2 separate regions of the Oryctolagus cuniculus genome follow, and region 2 is linked to region 1. A link is a contact called in public Hi-C data. All regions are on one chromosome and are shown on one strand. Each heading gives the region's core, a stretch centred on a gene start, on an enhancer-like site or on the middle of the called end of the contact. The rest is flanking DNA. Distances are from core to core; before and after follow the strand shown.

The links. A called contact is a pair of places that touch in the nucleus more often than the background predicts.
Region 2: a contact with region 1 is called in a Hi-C map of an unstated tissue, with 2.8 times the contacts expected there. The contact joins the enhancer-like site here to the promoter of TRIO in region 1. A contact is called at or near these places in 3 of 6 Hi-C or Micro-C datasets (ear pinna, psoas muscle and an unstated tissue).

The regions. Positions count from the first base shown.
Region 1 is chr14:43,264,936-43,271,682 of mOryCun1.1, forward strand. It overlaps TRIO (trio Rho guanine nucleotide exchange factor), which reads left to right and starts at 2,926. Exons shown (of 56, transcript XM_070056597.1): 1 at 2,926-3,608. The coding sequence starts at 3,452.
Region 2 is chr14:43,384,172-43,390,755 of mOryCun1.1, forward strand. The region is part of intron 1 of TRIO (trio Rho guanine nucleotide exchange factor); the gene reads left to right. Among named protein-coding and RNA genes, the nearest start is that of TRIO, 120 kb to the left of the region's middle. Within about 2 kb of position 5,015, at least 2 of the 8 cell types and tissues checked have an H3K27ac peak or open chromatin away from gene starts, as enhancers often do.

The sequences.
Region 1 (6,747 bases), core at 1,676-4,175:
CAACCAGTGCTCATGTAAGATGCAGGCTGTGTGACTATGCCCAGACCCTGTAACCTTTTTTTTTTTTCCTTTGAGATAAAGCACATCCATTAAAAAAAAAAAAAAAAAAAAAAAAACTTTAGAAAACATTTTAGAATGGAAGGGCATTTATAAAAAACATTGTGAAAATAGCAGAGGATTTCTATACACTCCCACACAGTCCACCCTGTTGTCAGCATCTTTTCTTAGTTGGGAATATTTCTCACTATTAAGGAAGCAGCAATTGTCACTAACAAATCCATAATACTACTCAGATTTTCTGTTTTTACCTCATGTATTTTTTGGTTCCAGGATCACATCAAGGAACCACTTTTATATATATATATATATATATATATATATATATATATATATATATACAGAAGATCAGTTTAGTATACATTAAGTAAAGATTTCAACAGTTTGCACCCACATAGAAACACAAAGTGGAAAATACTGTTTGAGTACTCGTTATAGCATTAAATCACAATGTACAGCACATTAAGGACAGAGATCCTACATGAGGAGTAAGTGCACAGTGACTCCTGTTGTTGACTTTACAAATTGACACTCATCAAGGAACCATTTTGCAATTAGTTGCCGTGTCTCTTGGGGATCCACTTGGCTTGGGTAGTTTCCCAGACTCTCCTTATTTTTGATGACCTTGACAGTTTGAGGGAGTACTGGTCAGGTAATTTGTTGAATGTCTTTCAACTGGGATTCATCTGATGTCTTTCTCATAATGGGACTGAAGTTACAGTTTGGGAGAGGTAAGATGGCTTTGCTGGTGCATCTCATCAAGTGAACACACTACTAAATGATCCACCACTGTTTCTGATGTTCCCTGTGGCCACCAGGTTGAAGCAGTGCTTGGCAGGTTTCTCCAGGGGTTACTATGTCAGGCCCCAGTTAAGCGGATGGAGGTTCCCTTCCATCTCCTTGAGAGAAAAACGTCTGTATCTATTATTCAGAATTCTGCATGGGTGTTTCATCTCTTTTCTCCATTTAATAATTTATTGATATCAGTATTGGACTTGTGGGTATTTTTATTTTATAATTTCAGTTATAATCAAATAGTGCTTTATTTATTTTCTTGCTCCATTTGTTCCAGTTTTGGACTTTGGGAGCATTGTCGATGGGTTCCTGTATGCCTTTTTTTTTTTTTTTTTTTTTTTGACAGGCAGAGTAGACAGTGAGAGAGAGAGACAGAGAGAAAGGTCTTCCTTTGCCGTTGGTTCACCCTCCAATGGCCGCCGCGGCCGGCGCACCGCGCTGATCCGATGGCAGGAGCCAGGAGCCAGGTGCTTTTCCTGGTCTCCCATGGGGTGCAGGGCCCAAGCACCTGGGCCATCCTCCACTGCACTCCCTGGCCACAGCAGAGAGCTGGCCTGGAAGAGGGGCAACCGGGACAGAATCCGGCGCCCCGACCGGGACTAGAACCCGGTGTGCCGGCGCCGCTAGGCGGAGGATTAGCCTAGTGAGCCGCGGCGCCGGCCCTCCTGTATGCCTTTGACACACTCTCATCATGGTTGTGATTGTTTTTTAAAATTATTTTTTAAAGGGCTTATTTTATTTGAAAGGCAGAGTTACAGAGAGAGGGGGAGACTGAGAGAGAAAGATCTTACATCTACTTGGTCAATCCCCAAATGGTTGCAAAGGCTGGGATAGGTCAGATAGAAACCAGGAGCCAAGAACTCCATTCTGATCTGTGGCTGGCAGGGGTCCAAGTACTTGGGCCGTCTTCTGCAGCTTTTCCTGGAGCATTAGCAGGGAGTTAGATCGGAAGCGGAATAGCCGGGACTCCAACCAGCATTCATATGGCATGAATGGTCCCTGCCGGGCCACAATGCAGGTCCTATTGTTGCTTTAAAAAAAAAAAGTGGGGGTGGGGGAGAGGCACTTCCTTATCTTCTGGCACCACAGGATGCTTTAGCTTCTGATTAAATCTTTCCGGTCCCAGTCCTAGAATCAGCCATTTCCCCAAGAAGCCCTGATTTCTTTTATTGGAGAATGGTATTTAAAACATGCGAGCGCTGGGCACGTTTGCCGCCACCCGGGCTGCTTCTACAGTGTACTGGCTGACACAGCAAGGAGACGGATGTATTTGTTCTGCCCTGCGTCGACACACACACACACCCACACCCACCCCCATAAATCTGCTCAAGTACCCACCTGCAAGTGGCTAAGCCAGACGGGAGCTGGTATAATGTCTTCACCTCTCATCCAGTAGTACCACGTGGCTGGCTCTAGCCTCCTCCCCTTGCTCCTCTGTAACCTGCCACTCAACAGTGACAGGCGTGCCGGCGACCGTCCACCAACCTCTTATTTAATTGTTCGCATCCAGGCTACACATATTTTCTTCTACATCTCCGGTTCCTCTGCGTTTGCTCTTTAACCTCTGACCCCTCCCCCCTCCGGCACTCGGCCGTCGCCAGGGCACAGGCGCCTTGCACCTGCACGTTAGAGCAAGGACTGGTCTGACCTGGGTTTTCGTTACGGTCCCCATCCTTTCCCCTCACACATGTGGCGGGGTCAGGACTGGGGAGTTGGAAGTCCGAGAGGAGTCTCGTTTGACTGCCGAGGGGACTGGACAGATCGCCCACGTCGACGACCCCTCGGCTACCTCGGCGACTATTGCGGAGCCAGTGCCCGCGCGGCGCCGGAGCTGGTCCCCTCAGCGCTGTCCGGGCCAGTCACCCGCGGGCACGCCATCGAGAAGGGAATGGCCCCGGCGCTCGCGCCCAACTGGGGCGCCATGCGAGAACGGCCAGTCAGAGCTCTCCGGCCGCTTTCCGGCCCGGAGCTGCCCGGCTGACAGCACCGCCAGGCTGCGCACTCCGCGGCTGCCCGCCGGCCCCGCCCCTCCAGCAGGCCCCGCCCACCCGCCGAACCCATGCTCGGCCCCTGACGAGGCTCGCCGGAAATTCCCGAAGCCCCTCTTTTTTTCCTTCCTCTCCTTTCCCTGCTCTCCCTTTTCCTTTCACCCGGGTTCCCTCAGCCGTGATTTACCCCCTCCCCCTCCTTCCTTCCCCATTTGAAATCAAGATGGAGGCTCGTGGCTGCCGCCGGCGTCCGTGATCCCGGAGCTCCCGCCGGCCACGGGCCCCCCGCCTCGCGACTGCGTGTCCGGCGCGGCGCGCGCTGCTGCCCGCGCTCCGGCCGGCGCCGCCGAGGCCGTGGCTCCGCGCCCCCGCCGCGCGGTCGGCTCGCGACTCCCGGGTGGAGTCCTCGTCTATGTGGGCGCGCTCCTCGGGCCGAGCCGTCGCCGCCGCCGCCCGCCGCCGCCCCGGGGCTCTGCGTCCGCGCGCCGGGCGCGGGCAGCTGGGCGCTCGGCGCCGCCAGATCCGGCGCGGAACGGGCGGCGCTCGGCGCTAGGGGCGCGGGGCCTGAGGCGGGCGCGGCCGCGGGCGCTGCCGCGGGCGCTGCCGCAGCCATGAGCGGCAGCAGCGGCGGTGCCGCCGCCCCCGCCGCGTCCTCTGGCCCCGCCGCGGCGGCCAGCGCGGCCGGCTCGGGCTGCGGGGGCGGCGCCGGCGAGGGGGCTGAGGAGGCGGCCAAGGACCTGGCCGACATCGCGGCCTTCTTCCGATCCGGTGAGTGTTACCGCGGCCGGCCGCCTGCCCTGGCGGCGCTGCCCAGCGCGGTAGGCGGCCCCGGGCGCACCCGGTGCCTGCCCGCCCTCCGGGCCCCGCGCGCTCCCGCCCGGCACTGCACCTTCGCGCCGGGACTCCAGATCCGACCCGCCCGGCGTCCTGCTCGCTGCCCACGCCGCCCCGCTCGCGGGCTCGCTTTCCTCGCTCCCTCCCCAGGTCCTGGGTTAAATCCCCCCTTTTCTGCCGGCGGCGGCGGCAGCTCCGCGAGCTGGGGCGCCGGCTCTTTGTCTCTTTTTGCGGGAGGGCCAGGGAGACGGCGGCGTGGACGGCGTGGGCGGAGGCCCCTGCCCTGGGGCCGAGCAGACCCGGTCAGGGTCACTCCGGGTCCGGGAAACCGGCGCTCCTCTGTGCGTGTGTCTGGCGAATTCAACCGGGTTCTCGTGCTCGGTCCTTGAGCCTGTCATCCCCGGCCTCAATCTACCCTTCTGTGAAATGGGGCAGCCGTGGTACCCCGTCACCTAGGGAGGGCGTCAGGGGGCTTGGTGAGCCATTGTCTCGGGGGCGGCCCGGGAGAGGCATGTGGGGCTTCGGGGGCCGAGGCTCGCGCGGCCCTGCGTGGGTGGCCCCGGGTCCGCCCAGGCGAGGAGGGGTGGCCGCGGGAGAGGCGAGCGCCGTGACCGGCTGCGGGAGGGGCGTGGGTGTGCGGCGCAGGGGGCGTGACAGGGCGTCCCCGGGATCCCGGCGGCGGCGCCGCCTCCAGCCCAGCGCAGATCCCGCGCGAGCGGGGCCCGCGGCCCCGCGCCCCCGCGCCCAGCCCCGTCTGCTCGCGCGTGCGGGCGTTTGCCGAGCGGCGGGAGGCGGCCGAGCTGTCCGCGGCCCGGAGCGCAGTCTCCGGCGGGGCGGGGAGGATGCAGAGCCGGCGCTGGAGAGCAGAGGAGGGCGCGCCAGGTCGGTACCGGGCGGTGCGGGGTGCTGACCTTGGTCCCCGTAAGCGCGGCCGGGTCGGGGATCCCGAGGAGCCGGGAGGCGCGGGGGAGGTCGGCGGCTCGCGTTTCTTTCTCCGTGGCTTCTTTCAGAACCAGAGCTTAAGATCTGGGGAGAACCTCTCGGCACCCGGGGTGGCGAGGAGCAGCCGCAGGGGAGGGCAGTGTCGGAGGCAGAAGTTGCTGTGCGGGTGAAACCTAGTTCAGCGCTGGCTGCCCTGTCTTCTGGGTCTGCCAGGCGGGGTTATTTTCGACTCAGTTTTAACAGGTTGGTTGTGCCTAGGAGTGACACTCTTGGCTCTGCAGTGTCAGTTCAGGGTTAATAGACTTACCAGTGCTCCTCCGGAGAGGTCCCCGCAGAAAGCAAAGGTTTAGGACACCCTGGGCTCCTTGGAAGGAAAGCCTCTTTTTGCGTGTGTGCGACCAGCCTGGTAAGGCAACCCCGTCTTACCTCTTATAGCAGAACTGGGACGTATTTCCTTCATGCCCTGAAGCTAAAGTCTAGCCTGTCTCCTTTCTGTCTCTACCACCTGTCACAGAATAATAGAATCCGTGCAGAATTGAACTCCACTCTGTCAGAAAGGCTGTTGTGCCCCGGGAATGGAATTTTTGGTGCTCGTGAGACCGATTTTACCGATTTTATTCCAGCTCTATTATGCATACTACAGAATTTGCTTCCTTTTCTGCCAAGCGCCCCAGAAGACATCAGGTCGAACTGGACTGGCACAGAAAACTTGTTCCCTGTCTAGCGGCTCTTGAGGGGTTAGCATTTGCTCTTTCTTTGCCTAGGCCTGGCTGTACCTGTCCGCCCAGGCTCCTGTTAGCGTTCAGTTTGAGGCAGAACCAGGTAATGCTGCTCCCTGGCTTGGTGCTGACTTCACAGACTTCCCCTTTAGTTGTTTGATTTGGAACCAGGAGTGGGGCAGCCAGGTTTTTGGTAGGATCAGTTGCAGCGGCCCATCCCAGGGATAGAATGGAATCTCTTTTAAAAGTGCTTCTCCTGGGATGGGCTTGGGGCACAGAGGGTTCAACCACTGCCCAGACACCTGCATCCCCTGTCAGAGTGCTGATCGAGGCCCAGCCACCCTGCACTTTTGATCCAGCTTCTTGCTGATGGACCTGGGAAAGAAGTGCTGATGGCTCAAGTACTTGGGTTCCTGACACCCACCTGGGATACCCATTTGGCTTTCCTGGCTCCTGAGTTTGGCCTGGTCCAGGTGCAACTGTTGGAGGGTATTTGGGGAGCGAACAAGTGGATGGAAGTTCTCACTCTGCCTCTGCTCTCTCTGTCACTCTTTCAAATATATCTTAATTTTTTTTCCACTGCTCTGAATTCCTGTCCTAGATCTTGCTTCTAGCATCTAGGCCAGTGGTATCTAGCAGAGGGTGGAGAGGGGCTTTTCCCTTGGTGGGGTGTGGTGGGGAGGGGTTTGCACAGTCAGGACCAATCAATCAGGGGGACCCTGGGTGGGGAGTTCATCTGTGAGGGAAGCAACCAAAGGGACCCTCCTGGGCACTTTAGATTGAATGTGATGGCTGAGGAGAATGAAGCAACCAAATCTGTCCTACAGTCTTTTCTAAGATGTGGAAATGTGGAAAATAGGTTCTCTTTGATCAGGGTGTAAACATTTTTCCGGAGTGTTTTTAAACTAAGATGACATAGACAAAGGCTTTTTGATGGTTTTCTTTCTCTTCTCAGCTCTGACACCATGTTTGCTTGTCTGTCTTATTTTCTTCTTGTTATCCTTCTCATGGCTTCTGTAATCAACTTTATGTTCATAGCCACAGGTTGAAAACTGGTACCCATGGTTGAATGAAAGGAAAAAAAAATTTGGCTTGTTAAAACTTTTTAGCAATTACAGCAGTTCAGAAGTAGAATGAGCTGCTGTGGATTTCTCCATTACTGCAGGTGTTCAAGGAGAGGCACTGCCCCTTGCCAAGGTTTGGAGTTGGTCGCTGGGGACTGAACACCTTCCCTGGAGAGGGGTCAAGAAGGTAGATGGTACTGGGGAATACTTCCCTTTCACTCTGCACTTTATTCCCCACTTTTCTTTTTTTTTTTTTTTTGACAGGCAGAGTGGACAGTGAGAGAGAGAGAGACAGAGAGAAAGGTCTTCCTTTGCCGTTGGTTCACCCTCCAATGGCCGCCGCGGCCG
Region 2 (6,584 bases), core at 3,765-6,264, 120 kb after region 1:
AATTCTGTGTTGGAATTATGTCAATGCTTATTGAAGTAGAAATAACTTTTTAATTCTTCAGTTAAATTATGTTTCTTTTGTGGTGGTTGCCTTATATGATAAATTAATAAGGTTTAAATTTTTTTTAAAAGGTCTATTTATTTATTTGAAAGGCTGAGTTAGAGAGAGAGAAAGAGAGAGATTCTTCCATGTGCTGGTGTACTCCCCAAATGTCTGCAACAGCCAGAGCTGGGCTGATCTGAAGCCAGAAGCCAGGAGCATCTTCTGGGTTACTCAAGTAGGTACAGGGGCCCAAGTACTTGGGCTATTTTCTACTGCTTTCCCAGGTGCATTAGCAGGGAGCTGGATTGAAAGTGGAGTAGCTGGGACTCAAACCATCACCCATATGGGTTGCTGGGGCCACAGGCAGCAGCTTTACCCTTTACGCCACAGGCTAGCCCCATAAGGGTTTCAAAATAATTGAAGATTTTTGAAGCAGAAATGGATCAGTATCCTAGCTGTGCTCAGTCTGTTAGGAGAAACTTTGATCTGCATATGAGATTTAATTTCTAAATACTATATTTTAATTTAGATATAGTTACTAGTCACTCAGTTTAATGGTTGCATATTAAGATACTCAACCTTGAGCTGTATTTCCCCAGGGAAAAGTAAAAGGGATGATAGGCATTTGTTGATGAGCCCATGAAGCCAGGGAGAAAGTCCCCTGTGGCTTCAGTGAATGATCCAGCACTTGCACCTCCCTCTCTGTACCCTCCCTATTTTCTCCCTGGATAGGAAGAAATACTCAGAATCAGGTCTTTGTTTTAGTGTGAGCAAGAGGTAAGACTACAGTAGGGGATGTTAATATGGAGATAAGCTGGAATAAACCAAAGTTTAAACCCAAATCTTGGTTCAGTCTGGACACTCATACACTAGTTACAAAACTTTGGCCCAGCCCTCCTTCTTTGTGTGTGTTCTAGGCTTTTCTTACTCCTGATCAGCACCAAGATTTTGTAGGTAAAGTTATACAAGGTGTCACTGTGACATGTGACACAGAGGCTTAACTTGTGTTCAGTTGATATATCAAGAAACACAGTCATATGAGTGTTCAGTAGACTGCCTCAGGTTGTACTTGTACAAGTCCCTTCTGGTGCCAAGGGACTTGAGACACCATTATGAGCAGACCTGCCCAAAGAACGAAAGGAAGATATTCAGTTTTATGTTGTGTGGACCTGAGCTACTTTGCTGGTTCTGACATGCCTGGTCTGTTTATAAAATATCATAATTAACATACTTTGATGTAACCTTCCATTCTTAGCTGAAAACACTACTGATTACAAAAGGGCAATGCTGTGAGGCATATTTAGAAACTTTTCCCTGAAGTTATTAGGATGCTGCCCTTTCCAGCAGAGAAATTTGTGTGTTTTCCCTCCTTCCTTTTCCTCTTTTCAATTACATTGTAAAACCTTAAGGTGAAACTTTTGTATATTATATATGTCACGTATATTATATATGTTACATATAATATATAATATATAATGAGAACATGTAAACATTATTCTGTGTAGTAGTTGGTTACTAGTTATACTAGACAGAGAAAGGATTTAGTCACTTCATTCGCTCGAAGGAGTTTGTGTGGTTAGTTGTCTGCTTTGGCACCTGTTGCTAACTTCCTGCTAGATGGATACTGTGAGCTCAGAGCTCCACATTGTGGATGATCATTTAAAATTTATTGTGTGGGACAGATGCCCATGTCCCATATTGAAGTACCTGGGTTCAGTACTTGACTCTGACTTCAGCTTCCTGCTAACGTAGACTCTGAGAGGCAGTGGTGAAGTCTCAAGTATTTGAGCTCTTGCCATCCATGTGGGAATGCATTGAGTTCTTGGCTCCTGGCTTAGACTGCAGTGCAGTCTGGCCCTTGTGAACATTTGGAGAGTGAACCAGCACACCTGCCCCTCCCACCCCTCTTACCTCCTGTGTCTCTGTCTGCCTATAAATACCACCCCCCCACCCCAGTTGCATTGTGTGTCTCCAGGTCTGAGCATCTGGGTGTTGAGTTCTTGCTCTGCATTGTGGCAATCTGCAGCTCACTGACTTGGAACCACACACAGGACACAAAGCAGTCCCTGCTCATGGGGACATGACAAGTATTTGGATAATTACTGTACAGTGTGGTAAGGTTTGGGATTGTGGAAATACAGAATTCCGGGTATGTGATCTAGCAGTGGGGGACTCAGGAAGGTGAGGAAGTATGTAGGAGTTGTGTTGGGGATGGGGAGGGAAGAGGGTGTTTTAGGCAAGTGGAGGAGCAGCACATGTTGAAGGGAGTGTGTGTGTGAGAGAGAGAGAGATTGAAAGAATGAGCGAGCGCTCTGGCGAGTTTGTGAGGCTGCAGAGATTGCATTCTGAAGGTTACTGTGTCAGATCAGGGAGTTTGGACTTTATTTATTTGAGGTTACTGAGAAGCCACTGACAACTTTTGCAGGAGTGAAATGATGAGATGCTTGTTTTAGAAAGATCTTTCTGGGGACAGTGGCAGAATGGATTAGAGGGAATCCTGAACACCAGTTAAGAAATGGCAGGAACAGTCCACATGAGAGAGATGCTGGCTGGGGTAGTGTGGGGTAGGAAGTTGAACCATGAAGTCCATGGAGTGCAGGTTGTGAGAGGGTGAAGGGCAGAAGTGTGGATTCTGGGTTTGGACTGGAGTGGATGGTTTGCCAGGCAGGTACTGCTCTGGTACCCACACAGTAGGGAGAAGATTTGGGGTTTAGAAATGAGGGTTAGAAACTCAGAGGAGCAGGGCCAACACTGCGTAGTGGGCTGCTGCCTGCAGTGCAGGCATTCCATATGGGTGCCGGTTCGAGTCCTGGCTGCTCCACTTCCAATCCGGCTCTCTGCTATGGCCTGGGAAAGCAGTAGGAGATGTTCCAAGTCCTTGGGCCCCTGCACCCACGTGGGAGACCTGGAAGAAGCTCCAGCCAGCTTCAGATCAGCCCAGCTCCTGCCACTGGAGTGAACCATTGGATAAAATTCTCTCCCTCTCCCCCTCTCCCCCTCTCCCCCTCTCCCCCTCTACCCCTCTCCCCCCTCCCTCTCCGCCTCTGCCTCTGCCTCTGTAACTCTGCCCTTCAAATAAATAAATAAATCTGAGAGAAAGAAACCCAGAGGTTTATTTAAAAAAAAAAAAAAAAAAAAAAAAAAACCTCAGAGGAGCATGGCTGCCCCATAGGCATGCAGGGCCCTCTTCTCAGTGCTCTTTGTTCTGGTGATGCAAGGTTTCCTGCCTGTCAGGAGGCAGGAATAACCCAGTCTCCATTACCTTCTCTGTTCTTCTGTGTTTTTCTCTCTGCTTCTGCTGAAGCTGTTTGGCTTCTCTTCTGCCCTTGGCCTGCTATGGACATCTCTCTCTTCCACACTGCACAATCCTTCACCTGTCAGAACATTGTCTATTCTTACACCCCTGGCCCTTGTTTTTGAGACCCAGTGGCTGTGCATACCACATAGCTGACCCCCCAGGATGTTGCTTTACCACACAGACTGAGTTCTACAAGGGCTCTCCATGACACTCCTGCCCCTTGCGGGGCTAATCCATGTTCTCTGAGTGCAGTTTTTAACCTTCCTCTGAAGTTGACAGCTTATCTACCCCCCTATTCCTTACATAATAACCAAAAATGATACTATGTAAAGGAAAAGTAGAATTAATAACTTTATTTTCCAGAACCTTTTACAGAATATGATTGTGCCCTGTAGTTTTATAAAAATGAATGTAGCCACGAATTTTTTTCTTTTCTGATTTCACAGAGGTTAAAGGTGTGAAAATATTTGAAATGTTTGGTATTGTGATTTAACAGGATTTTTAGGTTAGTCAACCTTTATTGATTTGCTAGATTATGACATCATTTGGCTACAATGATCAAATTATGTCAGCTGTATCACTCATTCATCTGATTAAAACTAAATTTCTAAACAGTTTCCTGAGAGACTTCTTATGCAGAACAGGTCTTTGTAGTAGGTCAGCATCACAGAACCCTGTATATGCACATAAATGCATGTGCCTGTGTGTATGTGTATGTAGACTAGGGTGGGGGTGATCAGGGTCCCAGAATACCCAGCCTTGGGGAGCTTCACCAACAGACAAATGTGTATGTGTTCTTTATTCTGGCACAAGACAAACAGGAGGTTAACTTTCCTCTGTAAATAGCTGCTGGTCCCTGGGGATGCAAAGATGATACATGATTCCTCTTTGATTTTTGGGATTATAACAAGGTAGTCTCCTTTTGTATTAGCACTACTTTGATTATTGAAGTATCCCCTTCTGTTGGTTTATTATGCTTTTTAACTAACTTGCAGTTCACAGTTAATGAAGGTTTAAATTTTAAAAACATTTATTTTAATAGATATGTATTAACTTAAAAACATTTTGGTTACAATCTTTTTGGTTATTTTAGCTTGTTCTTGGTATTCTGTTGATAAGACATTAAAAGCCAAAGCTGTTTTAAGTTGAAATTCCTTTACTGCCCTGCAAACATATGCTACCATTTCTTTCTTAAAAGTAAGACTGTTGGTTCTTAAATCATGTGAAGTAATAATTAATCCATCAGAAGGTTATTATAGCCATAAAGGTTATAAGTAAAAGTTAAAATGCTATGCCATGAAACCTATCCATATTCTTGTGTGATGGTGAACATGTGTATATTCCTCATATAAGTACTTTATTCATTTTATATGTGTGTTATAAGTGCATGTTATGGTTATATATTTATATAAAAATAATACAAGCATTGCAATATGTTTATTTTTTAAAACACATAGTAGTAAAAATGACAGTTATAGCCTTGACTCTATAACCTTGCATCACTCCTCCCTTTATCATGTTTGTAGAAGATCAAGGCTAAAGTTCTTCCTTCCCACGCATCCCTCGTCTCCATGCTTGCACAACTGAAGAGCTTCACAGTGCGAACCCGGAGCAGCCGGGTGCTGCCGCTCCCAAGCGTTGAGCAGAATCCTGCGGGCTGCATCAAAGCGCCGACCTGAGAGGGTGACGTCACCCCTCTGCGCCTGCGCATGCAGGGCGCGGGCCATGCGAGGGCGGCGCCGGCACCTTGGTTGCAGATTTATCGCCTGGCTCTTTGTGCTTTGAGTGCGTGTGTGCTCCGTTTCCCCAAATTAGCTAATGAGTACAATTTGGTAATTACCACCAAGACAGTACTGGTAGGAAGCCAGCTTACTGTCTACTGTTTTTTCTGGTTTCAAAGCACTTTCCTTTTTCATGAACACATTTTTATTACTGCTGCAACCTGTGTTTTTCTAAGTATAGGTTTTTTTCCACCCCCCCCTCTTCAGTCTCTCTTTGGAACAGTCTCTCATTAGTAAATAGTTAAATGTGGCAGCTGACAGCCCCGTGAGAGCTCGGAGTGCGTGCAAGGGGCACGGTGGTCTGTGGAGGTGAGACAGGCAGCGTGGGCAGCGCAGAGTGCTGCTCTAACACCGTTTTCACTAAGAAACCCACGTGACGAGTTTATCTGAGCATTATGTGCAATTTCAAATTACTACTGCCTGCCTGGGACAGATGTGGATTAAAACACTAACCTGTATATTGGCTTAACATTTAAACCTTTAATTTATTTTTAAAGTCGTCTGATTTTTTTTTTTTTCCACTTCTGTAAAACAGACCTTTGGGATGATATGTAGCCTGAAGCCTTTTCTCATGGTGAAAATATTTCTATGGCACTTTGTTTCCTTTTAAATAAGTGTGTATGTGTGTGTGTGATATCTTTTTTCTTTTAAATGTAATACCATGGAAATGACTAAAATGAGTGACCATTCTGATCCTTGTGACTAAATTAGAAAGGTATTTGTCACCATAGCAATGCAGCATCTCCTTGGAGAGTCTCAGGAAAAAAAATGAGTAATTGATTTGACCAGTAGGGTATTAGTAGTTGAAGTTCCAGACCATTGATTCAACCAAAAGGTTTCCACTGCTGAATAACTCCTCTTAGGGCAGAAAGGTTGGTTTTCTTTTCTTTCTTTTTTTTTTTTAATAAGTATAAATCATAACAGTTTTTACAAATCTAAAATAGAAAATGCCAAAGAATTTGGGAGTGCTTAAGTGGGGGTCAGGGGCAAAAGATTGGAGTAGTTGGTTTGTTCGTTCACTCATTCATTTCTCTACCTTGCCATTCCATATTAATTGAACACCCTGTGCATTAACCTGTCATAGGCTTCTGGAATACAGCTTGGAACAAAACAGACGTGTCCTCTGGCAAATTGGTTAATTTGGAGAGATTAAGACAGTCCACTTGATGGGCAACACAATGTTTATTGTCTTAGGAAATTGGATGTTGTAGTGCAGTGAGTTAAGCCATTACTTGAGGTGCTCCTATCTCATAACCAGGTGTCTGGTTCCAGTCCCGGCTGCTTGCTCAGCCTCCGATCCAGCTTCCTCCTGGTACCTTGGAAGGCAGAGGATGATGACTGGAATATTTGGGTCTCTGCCGCCAGGTGGGAGACTCTGGTGTAGTTCTTAGCTCCTGGTTCCAGATGGCTTAGGCATTTAGGGAGTGAATCAGCAGGTGGAAGATATCTCTGTCTGTCTCTCT